Regions from separate parts of the Gasterosteus aculeatus genome. Here region 1 is linked to region 2. Evidence: chromatin contacts called from public Hi-C data. All regions are on one chromosome and are shown on one strand. Each heading gives the region's core, a stretch centred on a gene start, on an enhancer-like site or on the middle of the called end of the contact. The rest is flanking DNA. Distances are from core to core; before and after follow the strand shown.

What was found. A called contact is a pair of places that touch in the nucleus more often than the background predicts.
Region 1: a contact with region 2 is called in a Hi-C map of skeletal muscle, with 2.9 times the contacts expected there. The contact joins the enhancer-like site here to the promoter of LOC120816070 in region 2. A contact is called at or near these places in 2 of 6 Hi-C or Micro-C datasets (liver and skeletal muscle).

The regions. Positions count from the first base shown.
Region 1 is chr3:2,710,645-2,717,388 of fGasAcu3.hap1.1, reverse strand. No RefSeq gene overlaps it. Among protein-coding and RNA genes, the nearest start is that of LOC120816499, 79 kb to the left of the region's middle. Within about 2 kb of position 1,533, at least 1 of the 9 cell types and tissues checked has open chromatin away from gene starts, as enhancers often do.
Region 2 is chr3:2,564,348-2,571,365 of fGasAcu3.hap1.1, reverse strand. LOC120816070 (ephrin type-B receptor 1-B) reads right to left here and starts at 4,818. Exons shown (of 17, transcript XR_013467058.1): 1 at 4,530-4,818.

The DNA of each region.
Region 1 (6,744 bases), core at 284-2,783, 150 kb before region 2:
GATAATGAGGGACTGTGACGGAAATCCTATTAAAAATCAGCTTTGATGTTACACATTAGTAGATACGTTTTCAAAGAAAGTACCAGCACCATCTTTCTGATGGTGACAGTCTCAGTCTTGCACTCCGGCCATACTCAAAATTGGCATGCCAAGTTCCCAAATGTTACAGCAGAATGTGTGGCAGACAATGATTTTACAAAAATGTGCTTGAACACTGGTTGTCCTTTAATACTGGATTTTCTTGTACCAATTGTCTGCTCTGTCGGAGCAGGTGGTGGCTGTACATACAGCAGTTATTTCAGCCTCAGGCCAAAGACTATTTCAATGTTGATGCGGGATGATTGCAAGGGGAAGCTGACCAACTGAAAGAAATATTAATATATACGTTACAGTCTCATGTTGAAAAGCAGCATGTTTTTGGATCATTTGCGATGTAGCTGTTTCAAACCATACACATAACCATAAATAACGCAGCTTCACTCGTTGTCTGACCATTTTCTATTAGACATGATATTCAACCAATAACGTTTATTGTAAAGAGGATGCTAAGGTGGCAATTTAAAGTCAGGTTTATTAAAGTGGCCCAGTGATGAATGCACACATTCATATGTTGCTCCATTTAGATTTAATGACTGCTTCCGCCCAATCCGGCACTTGTAACTGGGCACAGCGCCGATGCTCTACAATAATGCTCTACTAATGCACTGCTTTATGAAACGTCCTTCACAAAAAAGTTTGTGTGACTGGATGAGCAGAGCACATTAACAATTTGGCTCATAACTAGAGGTTGAATGCCTGAGAAATGAGTACGTAATATAAGAATAAAGAAGCTTTTCAATCTTCATTTAGAGGATGACTGACTGATTCAGGTGATAAAAGAGACATTAAGACTAGAGCGTGGAAATACTGGATTTGGGCTTGATGCATTGTAAATCGCCTCCAATTTTTTGTAATTTGCGATAATTCAAATCATCCCGAGCAATAAAGAACAACACTTTCCGTGTGTGTTTGGGTACGTCTGTCTTGAGGTCCTGGTCAGTCAGCTGCACTGCGTAGGACAACTGTGTGGAAACGTATTAAGAGCGCACAGGAAGAGAAGCCGAGCCGCTTGAATGACATTTAATAATACTCCGAATGCAAGATCTCATATGTAGAGTAAAAGTTTTCTTTAATTTTTTTTTTTTTTTTTTTCTATTCCTTCTTCACTCAGCCCTTCAGTCTATTATAACGTTGCACCAGTGGTGGCAGGTGGAAAACTTTCTTGGTAGGGGCTATCCAATCAATTTCAGGGAACATACCAGAACGGTTTTATGCAAATGTATCAAATATATTTATGTACATAAATATACATTAGAACAAGTAGCGCGATGCCCCATTGCCTTCTATTGGCCAGTCACCACTATGTAGTACTGGTTTCCTCAGTGAGTAGTGGGGGGCAAGAAATGGTAATCCACTTAACTCTCAGCACTTAACTCTCTGTGCAGCATTTTGTAAGACTTTGGTACAGTTATCAAGCTGTATGAGCCACTATAACCACAGGGGGTGCTATTGTATCATTTCACTGCACAGCCAGTGATCAGTCATGTTAAATATTTCCTCCTGATTTCATCCTTATAAATAAATACTTTTCTAAGATATGGTGCGTACATATAATGAAAAATATTAATTCATCATCATGTGAATAGTTAAATAGTAGAAAAACTGATGATGATGATCCTAAAAGATATACATAACATCTGTACTTCATGGGGGTAAACTCACAACACACACACAGACTCACATAGTTGTTTCTACGCCCCAACCGCCATTACTGGTGGCACAGACATGGTTTCAACCCGCTCACCATGGTTCTGTCCCACACACTCACCTTTTTTTAAAATATTATTGCCTCTCTTCTCAGAGATGCACTTCATCTGTGGCTTCTCTGCCTTCCTCTTATTTCCCTTCTTTTTTTCTTTCTTTGGTCCATATTGCATCTCGGTCTCTCGATCGCTTCCGTTTTCACTTGTGAATTGTTCCCCTGACAAATCCCCCTCCCCCCCCCCATGCCGCACCACTCTCTCCATCTGATGTCTCGGGCGGCATTCTCCATTTGTTCCTCTCTCCATCTGCGCAATTCATTGTCTGCTCTTATGAATGGGTGCTGATGAAGAGGCACACGCAGGTGAGGTTTTTTGTGTAGAAGGAAGTGTACGGGAGGTGGCCGGACTGATCTAGAGGGCCAGCTGCCAAAACATGAATCCCTTTCTGAATTTGAGCAATGGAGCGATTGGAAAAGTGCTCACCGCACACACACACACACACACACACACACACACACACAGTGTGTAGTTGTGGCCCCTTACAGTGTAAGAAGACAGAACGCTGAGCTTAGCTCGACACTGGTTTCCAGCATTTCTGTTGGTGGCTTACCTCTTTTCAAATGGATAGAGGCAGAGCAGTGAAAGCAGAAAATTAATCCAGCATAGCAAAGCAGCAGAAGCACGGGGAATAAATTGTGTTAGCTCACCGCCGCAGCGGACCCTCTCAACATCGTTTAATGCACTGTAGACCATAACAGTCCCTGTTCTTCAGGCAATTATTCAAATGGTGTGCAAATAAGGTTTTAAATTGTGCAACCTCATGCAGATGTTTTTTTGGGACGGATCTTTAGTCAGGGTGATTTAATCATGTAAATGAGGGATATAAACCCCCAATCTTAAAATTAATTTCATAATTTAAGCCTTATCGTAATTGCAATTTAAACAAGATTAAAATCATTCCCACTTCTTGCTTAAAAAGGAAGCTTGTTCTCTGTAAGTTGTGAAACATAAATGTTTGATGGAAGACTTTCGACCATCAAATACTAACATTACTGTAAGGGAAATACCAAATGGGTACAGAACATTCAAGCCCTGTTTTGTTTTCCAACTTAGAAAAATGTAAGAAATGAATGTGTTAAAAAGTGTTTAATAGAAGGGGAATGTTACAAAGCCACCAAAAGGCAATACGTTAATTGGGACAAATGTTTTATGAACATTATCAATAAATTAGGCTGTTAAGTAAATATATGGATGATAGATGGGCAAATAAAGTCGGATCTAGTCTTTGTCACCAATATTTGTAAAATTTGTAGGTAGAAGATGAAACATCTTCGTCTGTTAAGCCCATGATTGTCCAATCAGCCAACTGCCAAATTTCACTCACAACTTGGTTTTCTTCCCAGGTTTTGTTGTTACAACACATGACATTTTCAGTCCTAAACTGCCACTGATGATAGAAAAAGCACACCCGTAGGTGTCATTAGGTGTTTTCACGAGGCCAGAGTTAAAGTACATAATTGCAATGACTCACATGGCTGCTCTCAATGAGAGCTCAGGGTTTTTATTAGACGTTTTTGGGTCTCTGCCACCAAAGGATAGTGCATTGTTTAAAGAAGAAGTAATTTACATATAAATTGGGAATTGGAGGTAAGTGAGAAGGGTATAAATACACACGTGGAGGGATGCACTGATACTACAACGTTGCTGTTCTATGAGGGAGGCTGTCATTTGTGATCTTTTAGCATCTTTGCAGAAAGGTTTTGTTGGCTCAAATATCTCTCATGCATCTGTGTATGTAATGTATGTAATGTAATATACTTTTTAATCAACCTCACAGATTACACACTTCAAGATGTTGGATATAGACTCTAATCAGAATATATCTAAATCTAAAAAGTCAACATATCATTGGTTTGGCTTCTCAGGGGACAATCAACCTATTGTAAAGCTATAATGGATTTTGGGGATGCAAAATAATTGCAATGCTGCCTTGAGGTTGGAACTGTGCTTGTCGTTCCTCTTCTTCTTTTAAGTGTTTGTTTCCACATTGAAGGGACGAACCAAAAATATGACTTATTATGAACAACTGCCTTCCGGATTTAAAAATACAGTTTAGGGTGGTAGATGTTATAAATTACATTGACAGCCACTCGGGTAATATTATATATTACCCGATATATAGATATAGATATAGAGTATAGATAGATATAGAGTATATGGAATCATTCTTTTTTTTATTATTGAGAATGGGGTAACTACAGACTAAATAACCAGACTAATTACATTTCAACTCTTTTTGCCTCTGCAGGAGTCGCCTCATGCGGGTCTGTAGAGAGAATACAATGTTTAAGATGGTTCCGCATTGGTTCCATGAGGCAGAACTGGAGTTTGTCGCTCGGTGGGATGTTCAGCCATTAACCTGCTAAAAAGCATCATTGCTGTATAAGGGCCAAACAAAGGAAAGGTGCTTCCTTATTAGTGCCATATTAACAGAACATTGATTTCTCCTGAAATAAAAGGTCAGAACAAATGACTTGTGAGCCGCTAGCTCAGCTATCTATTATCCCTCAAACTACAATCTGAGAAAGTGCTCCTGCTGTGCGTCTCACGGTGCAGACAGCAGGAACGCTCGGAACCAACCTCTGAAATGCCAGTCCGTAATGTCACGGTATTGATAATATGTCTCCCAAGTACATTGTGTTTTGAGTTCTGCTGTAACATTGCCTGATAAGTTGATTTCTTTGGCTAATGTTTTTGTTCGCTCACTCATCGTCTCCTAGTGGAAATATGGCACTTACCCAGCAGGAGTTTTAGAATAGGCAACTTTACTGTTATCATCATCCCAGCTTCAGCCTCAGTCAATTATATAGTATGTTGGTAATGAGAAAGGGGCTGTTATCAAAAAACAGATGCCAACGCATTGAAAGAGAATAAAAATATACACCCATGGTTGTTTTTTTTCTCACCTTCATAACAGGATGAGATTAATTTGCCAGGATCAGTTATTAAGATAATATTTAAATTGTCCAATAGTATTGAAATGAAAAAACAGTTGTTACAATTTCACATCAGTGTCAAGTCCTTTTCAACCATTACGGCTAAAATATATGGTTATGCATATATTTCATGATATAAACCCTGCTCCTCTCTCTCCCTAAAAGTTTTTGCCTTGACTGGACTCTTTTTTTGACCAATTTGATGTGGTCGTCCTCGTAACGTAGCACCTCCCCTTCTTCCAATGATAGTGGGGCCGCAGCTATGGGACTTGGCTGATGATGACTCAATCCTTCATCAAAATGATGGCGATGAGTCTGCTGCTCTCTGCCTCAGTACATAAACACAGGCTACAGGAAGATGGAGGACAGAAGAGAGGGGAAGGCTGGGAGAAGAGGCGAGCATCACTCCATTGGGATGAGCTGTGAGATATTGTACCAAAGCCCAGCAAACAAGCAATTAATAGGGCAATTATGCAGAGCATTTACATTCACTTTTGCTGGCTCCATTATCTCATTCTGCTTTGGACGGAAATTGGATAATGCAGTTAGTTGGGGTTTGTAATATATTTCATTCTAAGCAGTATGTTTTGGGTTAAGATTGGCCTCCAGCTTTCTTCAGCTCTCGCTGTGCATGTCATGCTAATGCAATCAGAATGTAGTTTTTTTCAGAGCCATTCTTCCTCGTGGTGCTTATTTCGGCAACGACGTGTCCTACAGACTTTCCACGCGGACCGTATGCATCAATATTTAATTGCATATATCCCAAATACTTTTTTTAAAACAGGCAAGCGCAGCATGTCTGCTGATACAGATACCCCCTCTCTATCATTGAATTTGATGAAGAGGCTGCACCTGCGTAAGGATATTGCTTGTGAACCACTTATAAATCAATGATACAGAGTTCAGTAATACATTTTATGTGTTGAAGATTACAAGCGTTTCTGAACATGGCCTTTTCATTCCACACAACTGCAAGAATGAACTGCGGCCAGCGAGATGTACAATAGAGCAGTATTTGAGTTGCACTGTTATTGCATACCCATTTCTTACTGTTCATATTGCATAACTATTTCTTACTGTACATATCTATTTATTCACTTATTACACTTTACATATGCACAAACTCTGCACTTTTTGCTATTTTGCACTTCGGGTTGGATGTTGAACTGCATTTCGTTGCCTCAGTACTTGTACCCTGTGCAATAACAATAAAGTTGAATCTAATCTAATCTAATCTATTTGTGTCAGCTCTAAATCTTTTGACTGACAATAACAGCCATGACAGAACCTTTGTCAGAAGTATCTCCTGAAATTATGTGTGCATGTGACAAATAACCCACAAACAGCTTCAACACCTCAGCATAATAAATACAGAATTCATGGATTCTAAAACAGGTAACTTAGGTAACACTAATGGGTAATTGTGATGGAAAATAGAGATGTGAATGAAACCACATCTGTTCATGCCCTTCCCAGGAGGAGCCTTCATTCCACCAGCTTTGTAACCTTTGACACAGGCAGTCTTATTAGGCAGCTTCTATGCTTTTAAGCAGAATAAATGCATAGCCACGAATATGCAGATGAGGTATGCACCCTGGGCGGCTCCAACCACTCCGTGTCAAGGTCTTTAAAATGCAATGAAAGCCAGTAATATAGTAAGCAATCCTTCGGTGCATACAGTGTGTCTTATTTTCTCTCAAAGTACTGAAGGAGGAAGTAATTTAAAACTGGTATATAAGTTTCAGAAATAAATGGGTTTTTCTAAGCACTCCTCCTAAGTTTCTTTTGATTTAGCCTTGTGGACCACAGGTTAAACCTGTTTAGACCTAAGAAATGTACCCTTAAGGGCCCTGAAGCATATGTTTTCAATTTGCATCTTAAATGATTGAGTCCAAATTTAGGTAGAAAAATCTGATCTGATCAGGATCATCATTCACGAGTAGTTT
Region 2 (7,018 bases), core at 3,569-6,068:
CGCAGCCAGTCAGTCACCTGCTCTGATAAAAGGGCCTGAGCACAAAGCCGGACGGGCGGAACCTAACACTGCTGATAGCATCTCCTTCGGGAAAATCCTCTCTGGCCGCAGGAATGTGCAAGAAGACACAGGCGGACGGCATACTGAAGGATAGGACCATGTCCACTTGGCGCCGGGGAGACAACCAGGCTGCAAATAGAGAAAAACCGCATGCTGCTCTCGCCTTCGTCTCTCCCAATGAGAGGTACACAGAAATGTGCGCATGCATACCAGCCCCCAACCTGCATCTACCATCTGGCCTTCCCAAGGCTCACATGTCTCTGGGGTAAGGTGAGCAGTGAGAGAGCATTGTGTGCGTGTATGTGTTATGTGCACGTGTTGTTTCTGTGTGTGCATGAGAGAGAGAGAAGAGAGAGAGAAGAGAGAGAGAGAGAAACAATTCGGTGATCATTCTGTCCAACAGAAAATACGCACTACGCTATTCAAACAACCTGCACAGACCACATACTATTCCCACGATGTCGCATTGACTGCATGCAAGCAAAAGCCTTTCACAATAAAAGGCAGTACAACACATTTACAGCACCGCGGGTACACAAGCTGCAGGCGGGGGGGGTTTCACTGGGGGTCGTCATAGCTGAGTGGGCCGTGTAAGCGCATCTTAACACTGTGGAAAAAAGTAAAGCCTCAATTATGGGATGAGGCCATTTCTGCCGTCCCTGCCAGACGACACAGGCACCCGAAAGCACAATAATAACAACGATGGAATTCTACTTCAGGTTGTCCCAGATCAGCGGTTGTGCCTTTTGGCCCAAACTTGTACACTCGTGTAGCCACTCACACACATAATCCTTTTTATAAGTCTTTTCAGCACTAGCACCTCGACCCGGTGGGCCTGTGTTGCCTCCATATGTTTGTTGTTCTCTTTTCTAACCATTTGAAACAAGGCAGGCAGGGGGAAAGGAGCAATCACACATCTACATCCATTAGAGACTCAACGGGACTCTTTTCACAGACGGCCTCCTCTGCTCAGCTGGTGAGCTCGCACGCACGCGCGCACAATTCACATCGCACAGCAGCCACGATTTCTTAACTCGACGGCGCACCAGTCTCTCAAAGTCACTCTTTTTTTTATTACAAGATTTTAGTCTGTGAGGCAACTTCGATACAGAACCGTGGGGAGCACTTACAGTGTGTTTAGGTGACAATACGACTTGCGCCTGGGAAAATAATGCAAAACATAACGCGCCGTGGAATCTATCAATTGAAGCCTGATTTTTTTTTCAATATTTCAAATGCAATGTGAAATTTCCAAACGGCCAAAAGTGCTTTCCGACTTATAAAAGTTTAAGCAATGACCAATAACACTTGTCCCAACAGGTGGACCGGCCGTGTCTTATCTTCTCAGCGCCACAACTCCATTCCACACGAAACTGTCAGTGCAATTCCAGCTTCCCGCTGCACTGATTAGACATGAACCCAGCAGGCTGATTCTGACCTCCCCACGGGGGAAGGGTGGGGTCGGGTGGGGGGGGGGGGCAGTGGATCAGCTATGAGACAGCAGCTCTGGAGCCAAGTCGGTGTGTTGCCGAAGGACACTTTACCCCAGTCTCTACCGCCGATGGATGCTGCAACATTGCTCCACAACGCACACTCCTCTAACCTTTCCAATCGATACTCCACTCTGGCGCTGGCGCTCCTTATTAATGTGTATCAACGACGTGTGGTTCTGACCTTATTGCCTATTATCTGTCTCGAAGGAAATCATTAATATTGTTTATTCAGGAAGCTACAATATTCATCCCCTTGGCCCCTGAGGAGGAGGCTTTACTTTAGAATAGCACAGGTGCTTAACACAACATCCTAAATGACTGGTTAAAGCACATTACTAATGAGCTCTTACACTGAATGTTGCCGCCGCGCAGCCGAGGCGGCCCGGTGATTGCTTACTTTCGGGGGCCTTGTTAAAACTGCAAGATGCTCATTTGTAAAACAGAAAACCTCTCCTTTTCTGAACCTCACTGACCTCCCTCCGTGGGCTCATACTTTTTTTTTTATCTGCCTCCCTCCCCAGGTCCGTCCTCTAATCGCAGTTTCATCCTCCGTTGCTCTAACCCTCCACCACCCGGTTCCAGGCGGTTAAATGAGCGGGCTTATCTAGGTCTAATTGGTTTAAGGGCAAAAAGAAATAAGCAAGGCTCCGTAAGTAAGGGAGAATTACTGCTGCCGCTGGCAAGAACCATCCGCACACGGGGGGGGGGGACAACGGAGGAATGGACAGAGCAGTGACGAGAACCGTGGGAGACAGAGTTGAATGAAAAGAAATGAGTGGGGACGGGGAGGTGTGGAAATAAGTATATAGGCAGAGGGACGATGATTGGAGAGATGCAGAGGGAAGACAACTGAGGGTCAAAGCCGAGCGCTGCGCATGCTGACTTTTTCCAATGGGATGCAAATCGTGGCCCTGCCTCTCCCCCTCTGAGGGCCCGGTGGGGCTTCAGGTCGGACGGCCCCCCCCTCCGATCGCTCCAATGCAGATTATCGTGACTTCATGTGCCGGATAGCTGGGCTGGAGATTAAATTGGACAACTTTGCATTCCGTCATCGCACAAACACGCACCTGTAAAAGCCCCCCCCCCCCCCCCCCCCCCGCCCCGGAACCCAGGCTTCTGGACTGCTCAGCTGCCTCACATCTTTCCGTTCCTCCCGTGGTTTGTCAGCTCATCAGTCGTATGTTCACTGTGAGTGTGAGCATGCGTAAGGACATCAAATAATTAATTCAGTTAATGGTATTAAAGCATGTGTCGGCATGGTCATGGTTTCTCCTTACTACAAAGCAACAACACACACACACACACACACATGCATACACCGATCTGTGACACTTGGTGATTATTGGCCGATTTGGGCTCCTAATCAGATTAAGGGTGACTGGAGAGTCGGGGATAATGCGGTCAATGGCTCCACTCTCTCTCACCCTCACACACACGCACACACACACACACACACATAAAAAAAGCAACAGATTGGAGTTCAGATCAGTGCAGATTTGAACGAGTCCACGGGACAACCACCTTTTAATTAGTGAGCCAAACAAGGAAATCACTTTCATCCTCGTTACCGAGGTGACTCGGGGGGAGGGGGGGTGCATCTCTCTGCCCATCTGTTTCTTTTTCGGGTCCCCGTTACATAGAAAGAAGTAAGCCCAGACGCCCCGTCTCCTCGCAGGGACACGTCTCTCCCTCGCGTCCTCCACCCGTCCCCCCTCCGGTGTGCATCCCTGTCGTCATTTCACTTAGGGCAAACACTTGAGCGTCAAACCGTCCGTCCTCACAGAGGGAGGCTCGGCGTTCCGTACGGCTGTGTGGAAATCTGATGAGCACGAACAAGAAGGCCGCCTGTCGAATTACAGAGCGCGGCCGAGGCTGCGAGCAGCGGTGGAGTTGTAAATGATTAAAGAAGGTAGCTGCATGTGAAAACTCATTGTATGTGTGCTTCTGTTTGACTTATGTATGCTTTATAGGGAGGGGCCGCGTGCAGGGGGGAGGGAGGGGGGTTATTGGAGAGTGTGACCTACCGTACAATGAAATGAGTGAAGATGGTGCCGGGATATCTATCCACCAGCCAATGTTTGGGGCTACAGTGTTCACTGTCCCCCCCCCCACCCCACAGCGGAAATGAAAAACATGTTTAACTGAGGGGACATTAACCTACAAGTGCTCGTCTGGATGGAGCGCACGTGAGACAGAAAAGGGGAAAAGGAAGAGACGCACAAACAAAAAGTGAGACAAAGGAATGGAGATGGATGGAGACGGAGAAACAACCAGGACATTCTGAGAAAACGGGGATGAGCCAGATTCAGTGTTTGATGATGTTTTTTCTTCTTTTTTTTAAGAGCTGTTGATTTACAAGGATTCAAATAATTCAAATTAAATGTAGGTGCTCGGTGGATCAATAAATCCAGTTCACGGGGAAACTTCCAAACAGTGGAATCCAAAATCTGGAAGAGTTTGTCTCAGCAGTTTAAAATGACACTGAATGCTGCTCGGGGACTTCTGGTAACAATGTTTCATACAATTCAGTGAACAGTGACAGGAGCCTTTGAGCTATGACGGGCTTTCTACATTTCAGCCGTGGTTTCCCCACTTAAAAAACAACAATGTTTATAGAGGAAACTCCTCCTGGCGTGCAGAACGAGGCAGCCGAATGAGAGACATTGATTTTAGCCACCGATAAACTCCCGAATGCCAGTAAACACAGTTTAAAGTCTCGTTCTTCACGTGGACAAGCGACGCCGGTGACTCGCAGCGGAGTGGGGGGGGGCACTAACGCGGCGAAATAAGGGGATTATCACGGCAATCTGCCGCGACCCACGTGCATCGCAACCTCTGTATTGCCGTGGCTGCGAGCGCACCGCTGCCCGACGGGGCGTAAAAAACCTCGGGAGCGTCTCCGAACACGGCGCGTCTTGGAGACGAGCGTTCCCACATCTACCGCACATCTAAGCACAATCCCGGGCTTTCATTTACCTTCCATCGCGGAGGATGCGGTGACCAGCACGCACAAAAGCGCAAACAAATCCACTGCCATGGCAGGAAAAGGGGTTTAGTGTCCACGGCGTGTCCCCAAAATGACCAAGGCGCACGGCGCGCGTCAAAAAGAATCCCTCAGTTGTCAGAGCGCTCCTCCAGCAGATAGCCCGCTGTTGTGAGTCACATTTCAAGCCGTAGTAAACAATGTGTGACAATCAGCGCCGAGGAAGAAGGGAGTGTAGTGGGGGGAGGAGGGTAGGGGGGGGGGCAGAGGGGTGCGCAGAGCAAGGGGGGGAGAGAAGGGGCGATGGAGAGGGAGGGGGGGGGGGGGTGAGAGGAGGAGGTGTGTGGGGGTGGGATGGTGAGGGGGGGAGGCATGGCAGGCCCCATTAGAGCGGTGGGGGCCAATCACCGGCGGGGAGCTGACACTCTCCAGCCAATCAGCGGGCCCCGCCGCTCCGCCCACCTCGCGTTTGTCAAAAGATCCAAACTTTTCCTTGACCTATTTGAAGCGGCGTCTGATTCACCGAAGGGAAATACCGCCACCCCTCGGGTGACTCCGCGTACTGCACACCGGGCGCGCGCGGGGTGGGGGGGGGCCCGGGTCCCGGTCCCACGGGGGATGATGTAAGCGCCTGCGTTCCAGGCCGGTGGCCCGTCAGCTTGTGGCTCCCACATAACCTCAGATACTTTTTCCCTGTTGGAAATGTGTGCTGCACATGAACATCCCCCTGACCCGAGACATGCGACAAAATGATATTTTGCTCTACATTCAGGAACAAAAAGGTCTGTTTGCCAACTCCCACACCCCACCTTTTAAACATCCTACATTTTAGCAAATGTCTGAAGTCGCCCATTCCGCAGCCCCCCCTTTCCCTCCCGTTACGCTCGCACGAGTGCAAACCTCATTTGCGCTGCGGATGTTCTTTAATAGCGTTATCGAGTCCAACTGCACATCCTAATGATATTAAACAGGCACATCAGCCCCCCCACACACACCTCCCCCTCCCTTTCACCCCTGGCGTGTGCACGTGTGCCTCAACAGATGGTCAACACAATGGACAATTCCCTCGGGGGGACACAGAGGCCCGAGGTCTGCCTCGGCAGTGGAAGTGGGCCGGCCCCGTGGCCCAGAAGCACGCACCTGTCTTGGGCTAGATACGTCTCCCCCAACGTCCCCCGAGCTGAAGAACCGGGATGGGGTTGTTAATCTACATCCTGAGTAGGCCTGGTTTTACCCGGGGCCACTGGATGGCCTCATGCTTCAGTTCTGTCTCTTCTCAGCACACTGGCCCAGATACATTTTTTACCTTCTCACGTACTTAATGAATGGGTTCAACAGTCTGGTGTTCCAATTATTATGTAGCTTCTAGAATGAAAGACTCTTATTGCATCGTTTGTGGATATTAAAAATGGCACAATTAGTACTTTAGTAAACCCCCCCCCCCTCCTCTTGCTGCTCCTTCGGGGGTTGAACTCCTAACCTTTTACAATGACATAAAAATCAAACACCTTATAAATCGAAAAGGGACTCGCGCTTAATAAATTGTTGTTTCCAACTGTGTCAAAATCCAGCAGGTGAACTGGAGCCGACACGGTGCTTTTGGGAGCACCAGGCAGCGGTTGCTAACATGGGAAAGCAGTTGATGAGCACATTTGTCATTTTTAATGGTGTCGGTGAGGAGTGGCGCGACAGTAAGACGCGGCACAGCACAGCGTGGCCCCCCCCCCACCCCGGGCGAGGGCCGCCGTGCCGGGCATACGAGCGCCACCTGGCCTTATTTTTCACCGCGCCGATGGTCACATAACCTACGACTCCACGGGAATGCTCGCGCTGCAGCACGCAGCAATCTGTCCCTGTTTGGCGTCCACAACCTGGGGCGGGTGGGGGAGGAAGGAAGAGCACGAGAGGGAGATATAGGAACAATAGCGCTGCCGCTGTAGCACATCCTCCCTCACAATGCTCACAATAACACAAACGTGCGCGCAGCCGCTCACCCACACAGCGCTCAGAAAATGATCTACACAAAGCCACACGAGCACCCGCCTACTTCAGCTACAAGAGCCTCGGCCCCCGAAATCAGCACCGAGCCCCGAAAACATTTGCAGAAAGCCTCCCATTCTCTCCGTGGCCTGATTTATTTTGGTGTGCTTAAGCCTGCGAGCGCAGCATCACAGTTCTGTCGGTGTCTGTCCTCCACTTCTCATGTTTCAGACCAAACAAAAAGGCGGTGTCGTCCTATGACTTCTGTTCGATTTAAACGTTTTTCCATTCCGTGAGTTGACCCCAAAGTTACAGGCCTTTCGAACCGCCAACATCAAACCGGTATCTTCCTCTGCATGACCACTGTGCCGCGACCTTTACGTTTCTCCAGCTTCCTGATTCCTGTTCGGCTGCTGGCAATTGTTCTGTTTTTTTGGGGGGGGGGGGGGTTAAAGTGGTGTCAGGCAGGAAATACAAAACATGTAGAACAGAGAGCACTGCA